Linked DNA regions of Mus musculus: all the other regions are linked to region 1. A link is a contact called in public HiChIP or PLAC-seq and promoter capture Hi-C data. All regions are on one chromosome and are shown on one strand. The core of a region is the stretch at or near the end of the contact, and the rest is flanking DNA. Distances in the headings are between cores, read along the strand shown. Region 1 holds the start of 4930483J18Rik (RIKEN cDNA 4930483J18 gene). Region 2 holds the start of Desi1 (desumoylating isopeptidase 1). Region 3 holds the start of Rangap1 (RAN GTPase activating protein 1).

What was found. Promoter capture Hi-C pulls out the DNA fragments that hold promoters and counts their contacts. HiChIP or PLAC-seq counts read pairs in DNA pulled down with a chosen protein or histone mark.
Region 2: an H3K4me3 HiChIP or PLAC-seq map of stem cell-derived neural progenitor cells shows a contact between it and region 1, with 4 times the contacts expected there. The contact joins the promoter of Desi1 here to the promoter of 4930483J18Rik in region 1. A contact is called at or near these places in 2 of 115 datasets of contacts at active chromatin or transcription factors (embryonic stem cells and stem cell-derived neural progenitor cells).
Region 3: a contact with region 1 is called in a promoter capture Hi-C map of second pharyngeal arch cranial neural crest. The contact joins the promoter of Rangap1 here to the promoter of 4930483J18Rik in region 1. A contact is called at or near these places in 4 of 39 promoter capture datasets (cranial neural crest, erythroid cells, pre-B cells and 1 more).

The regions. Positions count from the first base shown.
Region 1 is chr15:81,189,164-81,193,183 of GRCm38.p6, reverse strand. It overlaps 4930483J18Rik (RIKEN cDNA 4930483J18 gene), which reads right to left and starts at 2,331. Exons shown (of 2, transcript NR_015603.1): 1 at 2,179-2,331; 2 at 427-1,367. It overlaps Mrtfa (myocardin related transcription factor A), which reads left to right and starts at 2,448. Exons shown (of 14, transcript NM_001082536.2): 1 at 2,448-2,677.
Region 2 is chr15:82,014,022-82,018,041 of GRCm38.p6, reverse strand. Desi1 (desumoylating isopeptidase 1) reads left to right here and starts at 1,822. Exons shown (of 6, transcript NM_134095.3): 1 at 1,822-2,164. The coding sequence starts at 2,077. It overlaps Xrcc6 (X-ray repair complementing defective repair in Chinese hamster cells 6), which reads right to left and starts at 1,673. Exons shown (of 13, transcript NM_010247.2): 1 at 1,567-1,673; 2 at 844-932. The coding sequence starts at 919.
Region 3 is chr15:81,728,176-81,732,195 of GRCm38.p6, reverse strand. It overlaps Rangap1 (RAN GTPase activating protein 1), which reads left to right and starts at 2,277. Exons shown (of 16, transcript NM_001146174.1): 1 at 2,277-2,484.

The DNA of each region.
Region 1 (4,020 bases), core at 1,082-3,581:
CTTTGCACCTTGGCTCTTACACCAGGGTTGCGTCTTTGTGGACAATATCCAGTATGCCCTGCCTTGGGCTTATCTTGGAGAAATCTTCACCACACCAGTAATTCCAGACTGGAGGACTTTCTCCTCTGAGGGTGCCTCTGCATGTGTCATCTGTTAGTCAGGACTCAGCCTACTGTGGAAGTCTCTCAAGCATTACCTTAGCTTCTCCCAACTTAGCGCAGGTACCCCAAGGCTACGGTTTACCGAATCTCCTCTGTCTCACCCCTCAGTGAGACACGTACCTCAAGAAGTTACGTGTTGTACAAGGTGTGGTGATGAGTGCTCAGAAGCCCAGGACCCGGGACGCGAAAGCAGGAGGGTCATGAGTTCAAGGTCATCCTTGACCATATAGCAAGTTAGAGGACTTATATACATAAAATCTTATTTCATTTTAAGTTTTTATTTATATAGCATATATAGTTATTGAACATATAATTTTATTAGGGCTTTTGTGGTTTTTTTTTTTCTTTCTTTCTTTTTTTTTTTTTTTAATCTTGGGAGGGAAGGTGTGACTAAGAGGCCACAGGATCTGGGCTACCTCCAAGGTTCTGTGATGAGACACATGGTACGGAACTTGAAGCTGACTTACAGATGAATAACTGGGAATTACTCAGGGCCGGGCTGGCTTACTGCAGTGGATAGAGAGAGTTGCAGCTCCTTCTCCTATCCCAACAGAGCCACACACCACTGAGAAGTCTGGGAGATTTCCGGGGGAGAACGGAAGCCATACAGAGTAACTCACTCAGAGATGTAACATGCGTTACCTCCTTCCAGTCACTGTGGCTTCCCATGTCTGTCAGGATGCCCCTGAGGGTTTCTGCTTCTACAGTGTTAACCCTTGCTCTCACACTGGGGACTCTGTTCTCCAGAACCTTCTTTCTTTTTCCTTGTGTCCAGCAGCTCTGTCCTTGCAAAAGCACAGCTATCTTGCAAGAGCCCCTCAAGACTGGGCTTGTTGACTGTAGATGTTCCTGCATTGACGGAAGGACTTAGGGGGGGCTTCTCTGAATCCTTGCTGGATCCCAGTTACCTCCTCCAACATCCCCCCGCTCATTGGGGAGAGGAATCTCTCAAGTCCTCAATTTTGCCCTAGCTGCTTGAGGTCTTGTGACTTGGCTAGAGTTGTGTAGATTATGGAAGTTTAACTGAACTGTGTATGTCATCTACGCAGCTATGGGGACATCATCATCCATGCTGGGGTGCAACTTTTTGGTGGTCTCGCTGCTTTGGGGGCCAGCCATGATTTCTTAGCAAGCCCAATAAACTCACTGGTTTTCCACGTTGGACTCTGGGGCAATCATACTTCAGTTTATCCAGTGGATGGTGGCCTAAAAGGAGGAGATAGACGGTTGTTTATATCTCCCAAGGGAAAGTGTTTCGGAAACACTAAGGCACCAAGTCCGAATTATTTCTCCTTTTCAGCGCTCTCCCCCTTTGTTGGGGGGAAGGGGTGGTGTTCCAGAAAAGGGGCCTCCATAGTGGCTCTTAGCAACTTGACCGGGTGGGCTTTAACTAGTCTCACCGCTTTAGTAGATAAGTCTCTTTAAATGTTGGATTTATGCAGTTATGCTCTCTCTCTCTCTCCCACACATACACCCACACACCCACACACACACAGACATACACACACTTTTAGGCTACACACCAGCAGTTTAGAATTTTAAAGTTGGAAGAGCCGCCCAGATTCATTTAGTGCAGTGAGGCCCCGGATAAAATCTGGGTTCATTCAACTCTTTCCCTCCAGCTGCAAGCGCTTCCGCTGTTGATAAATAATCTCAACAGTCTAGGCAGGTAGGTGTCAGTCCTTTTACCGGAGGAGAACCGACTCAGAGAAAAAAAGCGCTTGGCCACGGAAGGGCAGGGACATGACAGAGTTCAGGGCTCCAGGCCAGAGCGGCATTTATTGTGTCCTTTCGGGAAATGCGAATGTGAAATAATCGACTTGGGAGTCCCGGCGGAGCAAAGACAGGAGGAAGGACCAAGATGAAGACTGCAGGATTTTTGCATTAAACCTCCAGGCTGGGCACCGAACCCTAGGTAGCTAGCTCCGCGGTCACCCTTTGACAGGGTGATCAGATGTGTTACGGTTTCTTTAAGACCCAGACTCCGCCCCCCGGCTCATCGCCGACCTCCTCCCACCTCTTGGCGGCCGCTCCGCCAGTTCCAGACTTCCTTCAGCGATGAAGTCATCTCTCAGTTACCGATTGGCTGCGCTATGATGTCAGTCACAGAAGTCGCGCCGCCGTACTAGCCTCCCTCGTTCCTCTTCCTTCGGCGAACGCCCCCTAAATCGGGCTAGCCCTAACGGCGCTAGGTTTCTGATTGGTCGATACGGCTGTCGCTCCCAGGCGGGTAGGGGGGAGGGTGCGGAGGCGGGACCCGGAGTGGTGGGAGGGCCCGCAGCTTCCGTGGCTGAGTGGAGCCGGCGGCGGTCGTGTCTGCGGTGTCCCCGGCGGCAAGAACGACCGTCCCACCCTCCCCACCCCCTCGTTCCCGCTCGCCACGCTCCCTCGGCTTGCGCGGACCTCTCCCTAACTTGGTGCAGTCTGACTGGTACTAGAGGCTCGGGAGGATACGTGAGCGGCTGGCACCGGAGTGGGGCGAGCCGCGGAGCCCGGGCCAGGAGGCGAACGAGGCGGTGAGTGAGAGTTCGGGCAGGGTCCCCCTCCCCCACCGGCCCCGCCCCGCTCGAGCATCCTTTCTCCCCTCGACCCTTCCGCGTGTGCCCTGGACCGGCCGGCCGCTGTAGGCTCCGAGCCCGGGATTGCCTCCCGCAGTCCTCCACTCCAGTCCCGCCCTTTCCCAAGGGGCTGGGGTCTCAAAGCCCTGGTCACTCGACAGGACAGTCGAGTGCGACCGTGCACCTGTGCACCGCCTTGCAGGGCTGTGCTGGCTAGGGAGCAGCTAGGTTCCCGCCCTGGCTGCTCCCCGAGTGTGTGTAATCTGCTTGGGACCGACCGGTCGAGCGCTTTCTCCCGGCCCTTGTGCAAACCTGGAGGATCCAGGTGCAATCCGCAGGCTTCTCGTGGCAAGGAGGTTCACCTGGACCTGACGACCATATAGCAGCATGGGTGCCTCCAGGTCTGCAGGGCTCCGCAGATTTGAAACTTGACCGCCAAAGAAGTGTCCGTCTCGCGTGTGTGTGTGTGTGTGTGTGTGTGTGTGTGTGTGTGTGTGTGTATGTGTGTGTGACTGTTTGTCTATGTACCTTTGATGACTTCCGCCCTCCTCGCTCCATAAGAAAACACTAATACTATAGAGTGGTTAGTGCTGGAGCTTTCCCTGTTAGATTATCAAACCTACGTTTAGATTGCTTATCTGGAAAATGGAACTAACAATACCTATTACATTGGAATGCAGACAGTAAATGAAAGAATTCGTAATAAAACGCTTGGAATGGTGTTCAACACATACAAGGAAGGGATCCAAGAAAAGACGAGTATCCTGATGTTGAGAACTGCTGGATAGGTGTGTGAGTACAGTATAGCTTGTCTTTGTCAGGATTTCTCTTTGTTAGATGACAGAACCAAAGGACAGACTGGTGGTCAGTTTACTGCTTGCCCGAATACTTTGGCATAAAGTGTGTGAAGACTAAGAATGTGAACTTCATTACTTAAATATGATGAAATTACACCTATGCTTCATGGGTTCACATAGTTTTAAAATCCATAAAGTGTCCGGAATGTCCCCAAATTGTAAGTTTTCGAGATCTGAAGCCAAAGCCTGTAGCCTGATCTTTATGTTCAAGAAGTCAAACTTAAGGGCTTTACTGTAGAAGCCCCTTCCACCAAAAAAAGTCCACTTATGAAGTTTTATTGTTGAAAATGAACTGCCTTCCAGGGGTAAAATGGTACAGCCAACTGGCCCACAGCCCCATCCCTGTAGGGAGGGGAACCCTTGGCTGAAAGTTAAACTGAGTTTCATCTACTGGTGTTTGTTTCTTTCATAGCAAATCAGAGGGCTTCCTGATAGCTGGCTGTT
Region 2 (4,020 bases), core at 573-3,072, 830 kb before region 1:
GCTAGAATTAGAACCCAGGTCCTCTAGAAGAACAGCCAGTGCTCTCAACCACTGAGCCATCTCTCCAGCCCCTGGGAGTCTCTTACACCATGAGGGAGGTTTCCTAGTGCAAGCCTGGAGCTGGGCTGATTCCAGGCAAGAGGCAGGAGGCAAGTTAGAGACCAGGATGTATAGCCACCAATGCACCCACTTTTATGTTAACTCGATTCCCAGGAGTCATTAGAAGCTCAAAGTCAAAAAAAAAAAAAAAAAAAAAAGAAGCTCAAAGTCTACATCAGTTACAGAGTGAGTTTGAAGTCAGCCTGGTCTACATAAGACCTTGCCTCAGAAACAAACAGGAGCTGGGGAGGCTGCTCAGTGGTTAAAGCAATGGTTAAGAATACTTGACGCTCTCTCACACACGATCCAGCTTCACTTCACAGAATGCACATGGAGGCTCACAACCACCTATAACTTTAGTAGCAGGAGATCCGACTCCCTCTTCTGGCTCCCTTTTGCACCAGACATGTACAGAGGTGTACACACATACATAAAATAAAAATAAGTAGATTTTTTTAAACAATCAAAAATATGTAAAAAATAAAGTGACAAATATTACCATGGACAGAGTCATTTATTGAAGATTAATAAATTCTCTATCGTGGTTAGTAAAAAAAAAAAAAGGAAAATAGGGTTAGGAATGTTCATAGAGTGAAATAGGATCTAAATAATAACTGTAAAACTCAAAGGGAGAAAAAATATTTTAGATTATCTGAGGAGAAAAGGGAGGGATATCAGACAACATAAAGTGCTCCCAGCAAAAAAAAAAGTACACAGCGAAAATCTTCCACACAGGCCACTTACCACCTGTGTCGGGGCTCTCCTCCTCCTCTTCCTCTTCCTCGCCCTCAGTTTTGTAGTAGGACTCCCACTCTGACATGTTGGTTTGCTCACTAGGTGAGAGAAGTTATGAATTTAAATGAAAAAAAAAAAAAAAAAAAAAACCAAGGCAGGTAGCTCTGTGGTAATGCGCTTTCCTACAGTGTACCCGGACCTATGCCACACACACCAGAAAAAAAAAGAGAGACAGACAGACAGACTTCTGGGTTCTCTTTAGATCTGTTCTAAATGCTCGGGTCACTAATAAAGAATGTGAATGATGGCTCCTGCTTCCTCCAAAGCTCTCCATATCATTGGAGAGGCAAGAGAAATGTGCATGGGGTCATTGCTGCAACAACCTCCCCTTGGCTATCCCTTAAGGATGCTGCAGGACCAAAATGGCTAGGGGTGAGGGCGAGGTATAACATAGCGGCTCAGCACTGAAGGTCCTATCTCGAGCTCCAACTGGACTGGGACGGTACTTGGTGCTCTGGCTGAAACATTCGTCTTCATTTCTCCCCCAACCTTCAGCTAGAGATTGGCTCAACCACCAGTCCTGTTCCGCCTTCTGGGGAGAAAGGAGCATGACCCAGGTCCTGCAGGTCGACAGCGCTGCTCCGTGGTGAGGCCAGGGGTCGCGCGACACTAAGCGTGCAAGCAAGCCACCAAGGCAGGCCTCATCCAACACATGTGGTGCGGCGAACCTACCTTAACCGCAGGCGGGCAAGCCACTGGGACAGCAGAAGGTGGGCACCACGTCCACGCGGGCTCCTTGTCTCTCGCCCAATCAGCGACGTTGCGTCATCACGCACAACACGCCCTTCGACCCTTCAAGCGGGCACGCCCACTCGCATTTCCCGCTTCCACCCCCTGTTCCCTAAACTGGAACGCTTGCGGCCAGAGAAAGCCCCGCCCCTCGCTTGAAGCTCCGCCCCCGAAACCCGTCAGCACCGAACGCACATGCGTGAAAGTGCGTCCCCGCCCCTGCCCCCTGTTCCGTGCGGAGTCTCTGGGATCTCTCTCTCTGTCACCTCACAGTAGTCGTTGCCGGTCGCGGGTGTCCGGGCGCGAGCAGCGCAGGGCCGCCTCTCCCCCGCCCTCAGGCCGGGCCCCGGCTCGGTCCCCCGCTCCCTCTTCTCCCCACCCCGGTCGGGTACCGGAAGGTCCAAGCCGCTGCCGGGTGCCCGAGGGCCATCGTGGCCGCCGCCACGGGTCCTGATGGAGCCGCCAAATCTCTATCCGGTGAAGCTCTACGTGTACGACCTGTCCAAGGGCCTGGCCCGCCGGCTCAGCCCCATCATGCTGGGTGAGGGGACCGGGGTCAGTGGGAAGAAGGCAGGTGGCCGCTGGAAGCGATCCACCGAGGGGGGTGGGGGAAGACGGGCCCATGGGTGGTAGGAAAGATCCACTAGGGCAAGGACAGTGAGGTGGGATTCCCTGAACCCCTGTCCAGCTTCATGATCTAAGCCAAGGAGACACACGCTCCGGCTGAGAGCAAGCTCCTCTTCAGCTAGAGACTGGGGCTAGCCGACTGATCTTGGTGGATTCCCCAAGAAGCCAGGGAACCCTGCTTCTTTAGCTCAAAGTAGAGAAAGTGAGGATACCTCCAGCTCGTGTCCCTGGTGGTGGAAGCAACACTGCAGACGAGATCCTCTGGTGTCCCTCGGAGCGACTGCCCTCCGCGCCAAAAGGAAATTCCCTCTGCAGTCCTTGGAGTGGATGGGAAGAGAGCGCTAGAGCGGTGGAAGGCTTGAGCCCTTGCCGGCTCCAGGTTAGGTCAAGTCAGGTCACCCTGAGCCAGATCTTGGAACTAATTACGTTCTGTCCGACGATGCAATTTTCGCTCAACAGTTAATTGCTTTTGACCAGATGGTAAGAAAGCAGTTCTGGGGGAGGACCGGATGCTGTATCGGTGAGGATATCGGTTGTGCTCAGTTCAAATGGTTTCATGCTGAGAGAGAAAAAGAGCCCTTCAGTGTAGGTCCAACTTCACTTCAAGTCAAATACCAAAATGTCTGTCATATAGGATTTGTCAGGCTTGTCATTTCAGGTAATGGTGGACAGGAATGGATTTCAGGGATTGAAACTGACATAGTTTTGCATCATTCAATAAATAGCTATAGTGTTTCCTGGAGACATTGGAGGAAGGCCTATTTCTTAAGGAACACAAGGGGCAGGGATCAAGGAAGCAAGGCAAGTTTTGAGGACATCCATTTGTGATGTGTCACTGAGTTGAACTTACTAATCCTTTAACCCTGGGGCAGCGAGTGGTTTCTAAATGTGGTTTCCCATCAGAATCATCTAGGATGTTCGTTAAAAACACAAATACCTGACTGAGGCTGTTGCTCACTCACTGGTAGAGTTCCTGCTTGGCATGCTCCAAGCCCTGGGGTTTGATCTCTAACATGGAAACAAAAAACAAGTGCATTCATTTCCAACATACATTGTCAGATGGGATGGGGTGGGGGGAGCTGAAAAAACTGTATTAGAACCAACTGGGTGAAACACTCCGATGATCCTAGTACTAAGGAGGCTGAGGCAAGAGGGCTGTGGGTTCAAGACCAACAAGCTGGGCTACACACACACCTGAGGGAATAAAAGAAGAAGAAAGGAAGTGAAGAGAGAGAGAAAAAGCTCAGGTCAAAACGGTTCCTCTACCAAAGAAACTGGTAGCAGACAGAGTGGAAGGAAACTTTGCCCTAAACTACTTTGTACTAAATGTGTGCACATTTTGTGAGTCTTACATGTGCGAATTGTGGAACCATGCTTCACAGATACTAAGCCAGAGTCTTTGGAAATATGTTATTTTTAATGAGTGTTTTGGATCATTCTTTATGTAGCCAGCCCATTATCCTTAGAGAGAGATTTGGACCTAAGTCATGGGTTGTTGGCGGGGGTTAGGGTCCGGTCATGACTCGGTGGTAGAGGCCTTGCTTAACAAGGCCCGAGCTCAGTCTCCCGCACACCTGAGAAGAAAGGAAGGCAAATCTGAAAGCAAAACCTGCAAGCATTCTTCTTGTTGTTTGTTTGGGGAACGTTTGAGCCATTGGTAGATTATATCAGTCAGGTTCCAGCTAAGTTCCTTGGAATGCAGCCATGTCTTCAGTTTTATCACAGAGAGGCATCGTTTGTTTCCTTGACCCATAAAGCGCCCTCCAGACT
Region 3 (4,020 bases), core at 1,028-3,527, 540 kb before region 1:
CAAGAGATCTTAAGTTCTAGGACAGCTTGGGCTATGTTTAAGACTGATCTTGTCTAAAAGTAAACAATGTGCAAACCTTCCATAAAACAAACAAACAAACTTCATGCATACTGGAGAGACAGCGCTGACATTAAGAGCACATGCTGCTCTTGGAGAGGACCTGAAGCAATTATAACTAACATTTTCTTTATATAACGGTCAAAAAAGTTACCCTGGTGGTGGTGGTGGTGCACACTTTTAATCCCAGCACTCAGGAGGCAAACGCAGGTGGATATCCAAGTTCTAGGCCAGCGTGGACTACAGAGCAAGTTCTTGAACAGCCAGGGATACGTGGGGAAAACCTATTTTCAAGTATTATCGATTGGGGGCTGGAGAGAAAGAAAAAGTATAAGCCAGGCAGTGGTGGTGCACACCTTTAATCCCAGCACTTGGGAGGCAGAGGCAGACGGATTTCTGAGTTCGAGGCCAGCCTGGTCTACAAAGTGAGTTCCAGGACAACCAGGGCTATACAGAGAAACCCTGTCTCAAAAAAAAACAAAACAAAAAAAAAAACAACAAAAAAGTATATATATATTATATGTTTCTGCCTGCAAGTATGTTTGTGCCCTACATGTATGCAATGCATGCTGAGGTCAGAAGAAGGCTTTGGATCTCCTGGAACTGTAGTTCCAGACTTCTGTGAACTGCCCTGTGGGTGCTGGGACTTGAACCTGCGTCTTCTGGATGTGTGACTTACCTGCCGAGTCAACACTCCAGCCCTACTCCACACATTTAAAAAAAAATAATAATAATACTCTTTGAGGATAAGTTTTAAACATCATGTCTCTTTATCTCTAATCATTTCAGCAGTTTTCTCCAAGAAGAAAGAAAATATAGAAGAAAATACATGTCACCCCAATCTCTCATTCAACAATCAGACAGACAAGGATTCCATATAGAGTATTTTCCCACACACCCAGCATTCACTGATTTTTGCAGCATACAATGGTTGGGTGTCTGCCAAGGACATTAGAAGTACATGCCAGGAAGAGTAAAAAGACTTCTCTTACTTTATTTCACACTATCACACATACTCCACAGTACAAAAAGCAAAAAACAAAAACAAAAAAAAACCCACCTTATATTGATAGTAACACTTACTATACAGACACATTTTGCTAATTATTTTAGTATTGTCCTTTATAGCAAATCTCTGTTGCCCCGTGAAAGATGAAACCCAGGCCCGGGTATTTCACTTATTAAACATGTCTGTTTCATATTTATTTGTTTAATTTTTAGGGCTGGGGATGAACTCAAACTCAATGCATACACTTATCATTGAGCTATGCCCCAGAGCAACCGTTTTCCATAGTCTTTTTTGTTTGTTTGTTTTTTTCGAGACAGGGTTTCTCTGTATAGCCCTGGCTGTCCTGGAACTCACTTTGTAGACCAGGTTGGCCTCAAACTCAGAAATCCACCTGCCTCTGCCTCCCGAGTGCTGGGATTAAAGGCGTGGGCCACCACTGCCCGGCTTCCATAGGCTTTAAGGAGTAACATTCTTCAAATTGAATGGCACAGGAGAATTTGGAACAATACAGACCAGTTATTCTGGAAGATGGTTTTGGCTTTTGTTTCTCTCCTTTCTCTCTCTCTTTCTCTCTTTCTCCCCACCCTCCCCGGCTCTCTGTTTCTCCGTCTCTTTCTCTCTGATTTGATTAATTTTATCCATTTGAAGAATGGACAGCCATGCTGTGTCATCAGTGCGCCATGCTGTGTTCATATTGATGTTAATATGAACCAGTTGGTTAAGGCGATGCCTGGAGTTTGTCTCTATTACAAAATGACTTTCTCCATTTTTAAAAATTATCTTTGGAGTTTCCTTTCAATTTCAGGGGAATTAGAATTTGTTTTTAAAGTCATTTCTTTTAGCAAGTAGATCCCTATCAATGCTGAAGTGATCCAGTGATTCACTGTTTCGCCTTTGTCAATAAAGTTGCATGAATGAGCGCTAACCTCTACGGAAGGGTGCGGCTACTTCGCGGCATGGTCTGTCGGGATTTGTAGTCTGCGGGCGCTTCCGTCAAATACCATCCCACAGAGTACTGTAGAGAAAGAGCCAGAAGCCGAGAGGGCGGAGAGGAGGGTTGCGAAGTCCGAGCGCTCTGCATCATGGGAATTGTAGTTCATCGCGCGCGTCCCGCCATGCCAGCGCCGGAGGACAGGACTTCCTTTCCCAGTAGGCCCCGCAAGCCGGCCCGGCAAAACCCCGCTCCGGCTTGAACAAATCAAATCGAAGGAAAGAAACTGCCGGCTTTCAAAAATCCTCCTCCGCCGCCATAATCGCTGGGGATCGTGGAGCAGGTGGTGTGCACGAGCTAAACGAGGAGCCGCGGCAGCAAGGAGAGGCAAGCAGACTGGTCACTGGGCCTGGCCCCCACGCGGACTCTCAAGCAGTGACCGACGCGCGCGTTCCGTCCCCCCACGCCGCGGTGCCGCTAATTTGTGGTGAGTCGGGGCCCTCACGCTCTTCCTGTCACTTGCCTGGGCCACCAGGGTCTGGGTGGGGCGAAGCGATCGCCTTGCTTCTACCCTTTTGATCACGCTGCGCCCGGCTTTGGGGGATGGGACGCTGGGCGCCGCTGCCCCTTGTACGTTTGGGGAAACTGAGGCCTAGAGTGGCCACTAGCCACAGCTTCCTCTCGGCGGTGGCGCCTCCCGTTGCCATCCATCTCACCTGGAGGCGGTAGGAAGCCGGCTGGCGTGCCGGGTGGGGCTACGCAGTCCATCGTTGCCTACCCAGTCGGCCCACGTCCGCGCGGGAAGCCTGGCATGAGTCACTGCTGACGCTTGGCTGGGTCGATGGATGGCCGTGCACCTGAGGACGTCCCCCACGCGGCCGCCCAGGAGGAGAGGGCGTTTGTGTATTGACCGTTTGTGCCTGCTCTCTCCCAGGCCGTCTGCTGACCTTGGATAGCTCAATACCATCCCTGTTTTGCTTTGGTTAGTCATTCTTTAAAGTGAATTGGGGAGGGCTTGTGTGTGTGTCTGTGTGTCCCTTCCACCTGGAGCCCTACCTACCACCACCAGTTTTTAATCTCATTGTCCCATCGTGGAACTGTAAGAGGTGGCTGAATTCCAGATAGATTTTTACTCATCTTCGTGTTTGTTGGGTTTCTGGCCCGTGACAGCTGGCTAAGGTGCCTATTTAACCTACCAAAGCGGACATGGCCTCCAGGTTCTCCCAGAATCCCTCAGTCCCTACTTGAAGTTTCCAGTCCCGGGGCTGGGCTTGCTTCTCTCCCCTGAAGCTCTTCACTATATAATCCTGACATTTTGGTCTTCTCACTTACCCTTCCATTCCTCTGTCTGCATTTCTCTCACTTTCTGCATATGTGAGCTCGTTTTTCCTTCTCTCCCCCACCCCTCTGTCTCCCTGTTTGCAAGGCGACTTTCCTTCTTTGGGACCAGTGAACCCACTAGAGCGCTGTCCCCAATAAACCTGCCTTTATACTTTAATTTGGTTTGAACTAGCTTATTTGGTCTGAGGAGACTACCTCTCAGTGTTGTCATTCTTTGAGCCCTCGAATATCAGGCCTTATACTGGGACCCTGTTCCTGTCAAAAACAGCTTGGTGTACGCTTAGTTGCTTGAAACCTTCCAGGGACCCTCCTGGTCACTCATACTGATACAGTAATTAGAATGTCCTTTGTTATCTTTTCTCCTCTGCTCTGACCATGGCCCCTCCTGTCGCCCATGAGCCTTTGCATATTCTGCTCCCTTTGTAGGAATGCTCTTCCCTTGATTTTTGCTTGGCTCAGTCAGTGATATCTTTAGTTTCTTTACATACACCACCTTTAGTCATTCTATTGTAAACCCTACCCTCTGCCCCCAAAAGAAAACTGGCAAAAACCACCTTCTTCTTTGCCCCTTTCCTGGTGGTTTGTGTGGGTTTTTTTGTTTGTTTGTTTGGTTGGTTGGTTGGTTTTTTTGTTGTTGTTTTTTTTTTTGTTTTTTTCAGACAGGGTCTCCTGTGGTCTAGGC